Linked DNA regions of Mus musculus: region 1 is linked to region 2. The links are chromatin contacts, called in public HiCAR-type maps. All regions are on one chromosome and are shown on one strand. Each heading gives the region's core, a stretch centred on a gene start, on an enhancer-like site or on the middle of the called end of the contact. The rest is flanking DNA. Distances are from core to core; before and after follow the strand shown. Region 1 holds the start of Bdnf (brain derived neurotrophic factor). Region 2 holds the start of Mpped2 (metallophosphoesterase domain containing 2).

What was found. HiCAR-type assays count read pairs that join an accessible place to other places.
Region 1: a contact with region 2 is called in a HiCAR-type map of astrocytes, with 6 times the contacts expected there. The contact joins the promoter of Bdnf here to the promoter of Mpped2 in region 2. A contact is called at or near these places in 2 of 39 promoter capture datasets (cranial neural crest and hippocampal neurons) and 1 of 115 datasets of contacts at active chromatin or transcription factors (astrocytes).

Annotation. Positions count from the first base shown.
Region 1 is chr2:109,692,219-109,695,412 of GRCm38.p6, reverse strand. It overlaps Bdnf (brain derived neurotrophic factor), which reads right to left and starts at 1,850. Exons shown (of 2, transcript NM_001048142.1): 1 at 1,504-1,850.
Region 2 is chr2:106,691,674-106,694,686 of GRCm38.p6, reverse strand. Mpped2 (metallophosphoesterase domain containing 2) reads right to left here and starts at 1,506. Exons shown (of 7, transcript NM_001143683.2): 1 at 866-1,506.

The DNA of each region.
Region 1 (3,194 bases), core at 601-3,100, 3.0 Mb before region 2:
TAAAAAAAGGATAAGTTCTAGAAGGATTAATAAACAGGCAGAAACATACTTCCAGACAAGAACATCCTGTATTCTTGTGAGAGGGGCTAAAAGGCTGTTGTTGACGCTGAGAAGACGGATATTTTAGGATGCCGGGAAGACCCTCAAGTAAGATCAAGAAAATCCTAGCACTTAGTCAATGGTATCTCAAAGCACCCCGGCAACTCAAGGAAAGAAATGCAACAAGCCAAAATTCCGAACCGAGCCGCACATCTTCAGGAAGCTGTTTCAAAACGCCACTCAACAAGTTTCTACTCGCAACCCCCATAACGACCAGCAAAACTGCCCCTAAAACACTTCCCCGCCCCCATTCGACGAGCCCCAGCAGCTACTCTTGCCAGTGTGGCCAGAAGAGGGCACCCTCTACCTTCCTAGCTCAGCTCTCCTGGCCCTCCCCTCCCTCCTCCTTGGATCCTCCCTCTCTCCCTCCGGCTCCCCCCATCCCCAAGTCCCCATCCCCAGTTTCCTAGCCCAGGCTCCACCCCCAACTCACGAATTGTTTTCACTAAAACACCAGTTCAAACTCAAACTCACAGCCTGTGGCTCACCGCCCTCAGCAGCCCCGGGGGGAACAACACCACCCCCCCCCCACCCCCGGCAGCAATTTCCCCTTCTTCCTTGTCATCAAGCACAAAGCCCCCATCTTCAGCTATTTCTTTCTACGCTTAGGTCGCTTATCCATTGCTCTTCCTGTTTCAGCATCCCTGGAAATCAAAACTAGCCTCTTCATCCTCCATAAACACCCAACCTACTCCCGGATGAAAGTCAAAACTTTCACTTCCTCAGGAGGATGCCCAAAGGGAGGTGCGCAGGATGGACAGAGGGTCGGATACAGGCTGTCCTGGAGTTCCGCAGACCCTTTCAGGCCCCAGCGATAAGAAGGGTCCCAAGTTTTCCTAGTTAAACGTTGACCTTGGACCTGTAAGTAAGCTTTGGTAGTACTCCCTAGAGAGCAGGTGACAGTGAACAGCCTGTTGTGATACCCAGGAAAAGAGATGAGGACAGAAGGCGCCAAGACCCATTCTCGGACTACACACCACCCCGGTCCAAATTTGCGTGGAGAGTGCCTAAGCCGGTGGTAAGGGCTCTCATCCCAGCCCTGTCCCGGTGCCATCCGTCTGAGCCCCCAACAGCTGTCGCTCTATATCTCTCTCACCACCCTTCCTCGTCTGCGGGAGGACTTCGGGGATCCCCGGGACGCAGGCTTAGCTCCCATGGCGCAAGTCGTCCTCTTCCCTTGGCTTTTTCTCTCACACTGAAGGGATTCCTGGGGTCGCACTGTCCCTCAGAGTCGTGGGATCCCGGGAGAACGCTCCCCAGGAGCAAGCCCGCCCCTCCGCTGTCCCGGGACGAAGGTGAAGCCGGAGTTCTGCAGTCCCACAACTTCTCAGTCCCCTAGCCAACTTTCCCGGGCGCACGCGCCTCTGGCTCTCGCACTTAGCCCCACGCCCCGCAGTCGCCTACCTCAGGGTCCACACAAAGCTCTCGGATCCCCGGCAGTGGAGTCACATTGTTGTCACGCTTCTGGTCCCTGCGCCCTGCCCTGGGCCCCGTGCGCTTTCTCGTCTGCCCCAAGGCAGTGGTGGCAGTTGAAGGAACCGGGTCTCATCAAAGCCTCCCAGGCGGAGGTGGCGCGCCGCCCCAGGCGGTTTCCTTCTCCAAGCCCGGGAGTCCCGGGCGCACTGGGAACCGTGCGACAGCCAGCCAGCGGGTGCGCCCCGGCACGGCAGCAGCGACGGGCACCCAGAGCTCAGCCAGAGCCAGGCACTGGGGTCAGACATTATTTAGCTCTTCGGTTGAGCTTCGATTGGTCAGACAGCGCCGCCCCTATCCCCTCCCTGCTCCGCCGCGCCACCGATACCCATTGGGGTGGCTGCTTAAAGGGGACGACGCGCCTTTTCCTTGCGGGGGCTCAGCCCTCGGAAGCCCTCGGAAGCCCTCGGAAGCCCTCGGGGTATCCCTGATCGCCTTGCACTGGCTTCTCTCCATTTCCCCGGAGCTCGCTGCTTAAACCCAAAGCTCTGTGCCTGCCCTCTGCGGTCTCCGCAGGGTGCCCTTTGCTAGGAGGGGTGGTCGAATCCCGGTTCCTAGGCACCCTACTCCCCGCAATGTGCTCTAGAGTAGGAGGAAGCGAGTGTGAGTCTCACACGTTCAAATCTTTCTCCCCTGGTTTGCAACTCTCCCCATCTTTTCCATCCCAGCACCCAAGTTCTGTGGGAGAGGGCGTGCATCCACCCCCACCCCCAGGCCCCGGCCCCAGACACACCTTCCCGCACCTTCCCGCACCACAAAGCTAGAAAAAGCGAACACACAATGAAACTACACAGAGTGTGCGGGGTTATGGTTTACTCCGCTACCTTAAACACATCGGCTTAACCAGAGTTTGCGCCCTGACCTCTCCGGAGTGTGCCTAATAGAATTCAATCAAGATAATAACAGTATTTTTTATTAATGAATAACCCCGGATAGCATTACACCAAGTTACTGCTTCTAGCCGGGAAGCCTAGGCAATAACAGACCTCACTAAAGCCATATGCTTCCCAGCAGACCAAACGGGGGCGGGGGGGGGGGTGAGGAAAGAGAAAGAAAAGAAACCCACCTTTTTCAGTCACTACTTGTCAAAGTAAACATCAAGGCAGCTGCTCTGGGGAAGACCGGTCCCCAAGGTTCTAGACTCTTACTATATATTTCCCCTTCTCTTCAGTTAAAAGGGGGAGGGGGCGAGTCTTTGGTGGCCGATATGTACTCCTGTTCTGCAGCAAAGAAGTTAAATTATTGATAGTGGAAATTGCATGGCGGAGGTAATACTCGCACGCCTTCAGCGAGAAGCTCCATTTGATCTAGGCAGAGGCTGGGAGATTTCATGCTAGCTCGCCGGGGGTGGGTGGGGGGAGCGGCAGCGAGAGCAGTCCTCTCCTCGGTGAATGGGAAAGTGGGTGGGAGTCCACGAGAGGGCTCCACGCTGCCTTGACGTGAGCTGTCATATGATACCTCCTCTGCCTCGAAATAGACACTCTAGTGCACGAATTACCAGAATCAGAATTCCGCGCATTTAAAATGATACATCTTTTATTAGAAGAATTCCGTTCCAGGGCATTGCATGCTTTGTAGATGTTTTCACTTCCAGTCCTAGCAAATTCACGCACACAGAAGCC
Region 2 (3,013 bases), core at 257-2,756:
TAAAAGAGAATCTTGCCACATGTAAATGTAAATAGGGTTGGGGGGTAAAGGGGGAGATCCACACAACTACTGCTTAGGTAGAAAAGAAACTGGGCGGCTACGGTTACTTTTCCACGCTGCCGTACCCCGCCTCCCAGCCCTCTCGCTCGGCAGGCAGCAATCGCCGAGACCGGAGAGTAAGGTCCGGGCGCGGGGGCTGGCGGAGAGCTCCGCGCTGGAGCGCTGCGCGCGCGGGCGGCCGGAGCACAAAGCTGCACCGAGCCGTCCGGCCACTGCACCTGGCCCCGGGCCGCCGCGGGCGCACAGGGCTCGGGCCAACACAATGCACCCGGGCCTAGGCCGGGGCAGCTGCGGCGCACGACCCTGGGACTTTCTAGTAAACAGATCTCGGACTCCCGGGCCCCACCCCCATCCCTTGCCCCGGGGCTTTGCCGCAGGCTTTCGCGGACAACCCCCTCCCCCTGCCGCCACCACCTTCCTGAGAAACCCGGCGGAGGAGGGGGCAGGGAGGTGGGGACCCCGAGAGGTCCGTGGCCGAGGGCTGGGGGGAAGGGAGAACAGGGGGCGAGATGGGGAGTGGGAAGAAGGACAGCTACGTAAAGAAATTCGCTCTCGCTTGTTGGGGGCTTCGGGGGAGACAAATCTGCTCTCCCCGGGTCCTCGAGTGTTCAGTCGGCCAACCTCAGGGTCGGCGGGGCCGCCGCGCTCCGCAGCCCCCGCGCCCTCGCACGCGCCTCTGACAAGGCACCTCTCACCCGGGCTCCGCTTTGTGTGTGCATTTTTTTTTCCCCTTCCTCTCGCGCCCGGCACCGGCCGCCTCCTCCCCCCTCCCCCGCCCTCCGCCTCCCTTCCCCGGGCGGATTACCTTTCCCGGGCTGCGCTCCGGGTCCCCGGGATGCCTTCAGCGCCCGGTGTGCGGGCGAGCCATCGCCAAGCAACCCGAGCCGGCTTGGAGCAGCGCTGGGGGCGGCAGGGGCGAGGGGCGCGGGCGGGCCAGAACCTTCGACCCCGGAGGTCCCCGCCGCCGATCCAGGGCCTGGGAGGGCAGCACAGGGGCGCGGTGCGAGCGGGACGCGGGGTCGCTGCGTGGGGAGGTGGAGAGGACCGGAGCAGCCTCGATCTGGGAAGAGAAGGAGCGAGGGGGCGAGGAGAGGCAGCGAGGGCGCGGCGAGCGAAGGGAGCGCGAGCGGTGCAGTGACAGGGACTGCCACTGGGGTCAAAGGAGCACAGCTCCAGGAAGCAGGGCCGCCCAGGCGCCGCTTGCTGTGAGCTCCCCGCTGGGACCCCGCGCCCTGCACGCCCCTGCCGTAGTTCCGGCCCACTCGAACCCCCCACCCACGCCCCGAGGCCGCGGGGTTTCCAGGAGAGGAGGGAGAGCGGAGGGCGAGGCCCGCAGGCTGCTGGTGCTCCCTGGGTCAAGCAGGCGGCAGGAAGCTGAGCTGCAAGTTCACCATCGTGTGTGATCAGCGTTAAAATGATAGGGGTCGGGGAGATGGGGGCGGGCCACTGAGCGCCAGGAAAATAAGGGAGCCCCCCAGATGGTCGTCTTCTGCAAAGAGAACACCAAGCCCCCGCCCCCCACTCATGAACCTGCCAGGCTCTGTCAGAGGTCCTGGCACAGCTCCAAAGCGCAGAACTCGCTGCAGGGGCAGGAGGAGCGACTGGGGCACTAAGATCTCACAAGAGGGGCGACCCCAGGGTCCCTCCACACTGCTGAACTGAGACTTTCCTATGGGGTATCAAGGCTTCCCTCTCCTAAACCCTCTCATAGAGCCAGAGGCACACACACCCCACTTTGGCTCTGTAATGTTGTTCCTGAGAAAGAAAAGGCCAACCCAGCTGGTGTTTTTTCACCTTCAAGAATTAAGACAGGTTCAGGATAAGAAGGTGAAGTCAGGCAAAGGCTTTAATTGTTTCCGCACCCACACCCCCGCGCCCCTTTGAATCACATTCTCCCTTTCCCAAAGACACGCTCTTCAAATAAATAAATAAATAAATAAATCGAAGTTACTCCAATTTTCTCTGCTACTTTGGAAACCTGGCGGGGAAGGGGAGCGGAACACTAGGATTTGTATGCAAAAGGAGGGCGGGGTAAGGATAGGAAAAGCCGCTGAAATGGTGGGACAGACGGCTTTTTAGAAAACTTGGTTGGCACGGCTGTCTGAAAGATGAGGTGGCCCTGTGATGTTATGCCACTGTCAGAGCCGAAGGATTTGGACGGCGACCAGATCTAATTCCTTTCTAGGAGTCAGATTCAAAAAAAAAAAAAAAAAAAAAAAAAAAAAAAGAAGAAGAAGAAGAAAGAAGAAAAGAAAAGAAAATCTGCATTCTCCGAAGGGAACACCAATGTATGTGCACGAGAGTGAAACCTGTGCTTTGTATACTACATGACAACTGACTAGACGTCCTGGCTGAAATTATATCCCCTAAAATTAAAAAGGAGCCGTTTCAACCTGGCCTGTAGCCTCTGTGCTGAGACTAATTGGTTTCCAAGGTCTGGAAAGGAAGGGAGAGAGGCAGAAGGAGCCCCTTATTTAAAGAAAAAAAAAAAAAAGATCAAACGGAATTCGCTTGAAAATATTTCCCTTTTACAATGGACTTTCCTGACACTTGAATTTTAAGTAGTCCATCTCTTCTGCTCAGGATGCAGAAATGAAGGGGAAATGGGCTTACTGATGTACTTTCATTGTATAGTGTGCCCAGAGTGTCAGTGCTTGCCTGATGGGCTGAGGGGAAAGGACAGTGCCTTCTCTGGCCAAGCACAAATCACAGCAAGTGACACTGACATTAAAGGATGCCAAAGATGAGGTGAAGGGGCAGTTTCATATTTTGCTGTCTTTTGGTTTTCAGCCCAACCATGAACACTGACTAGAAACTTGTTCTTTTAAGTTATTAGATTTTGTCTCCCAGAAGAGTTAGCAATACACTCCTCTTTTGTAAACAGTTTGAATTTTAAGACTAATTAGACTGATTTGATCAGTCTAATATCACTGTGCACTAACCCCCCCCCCCC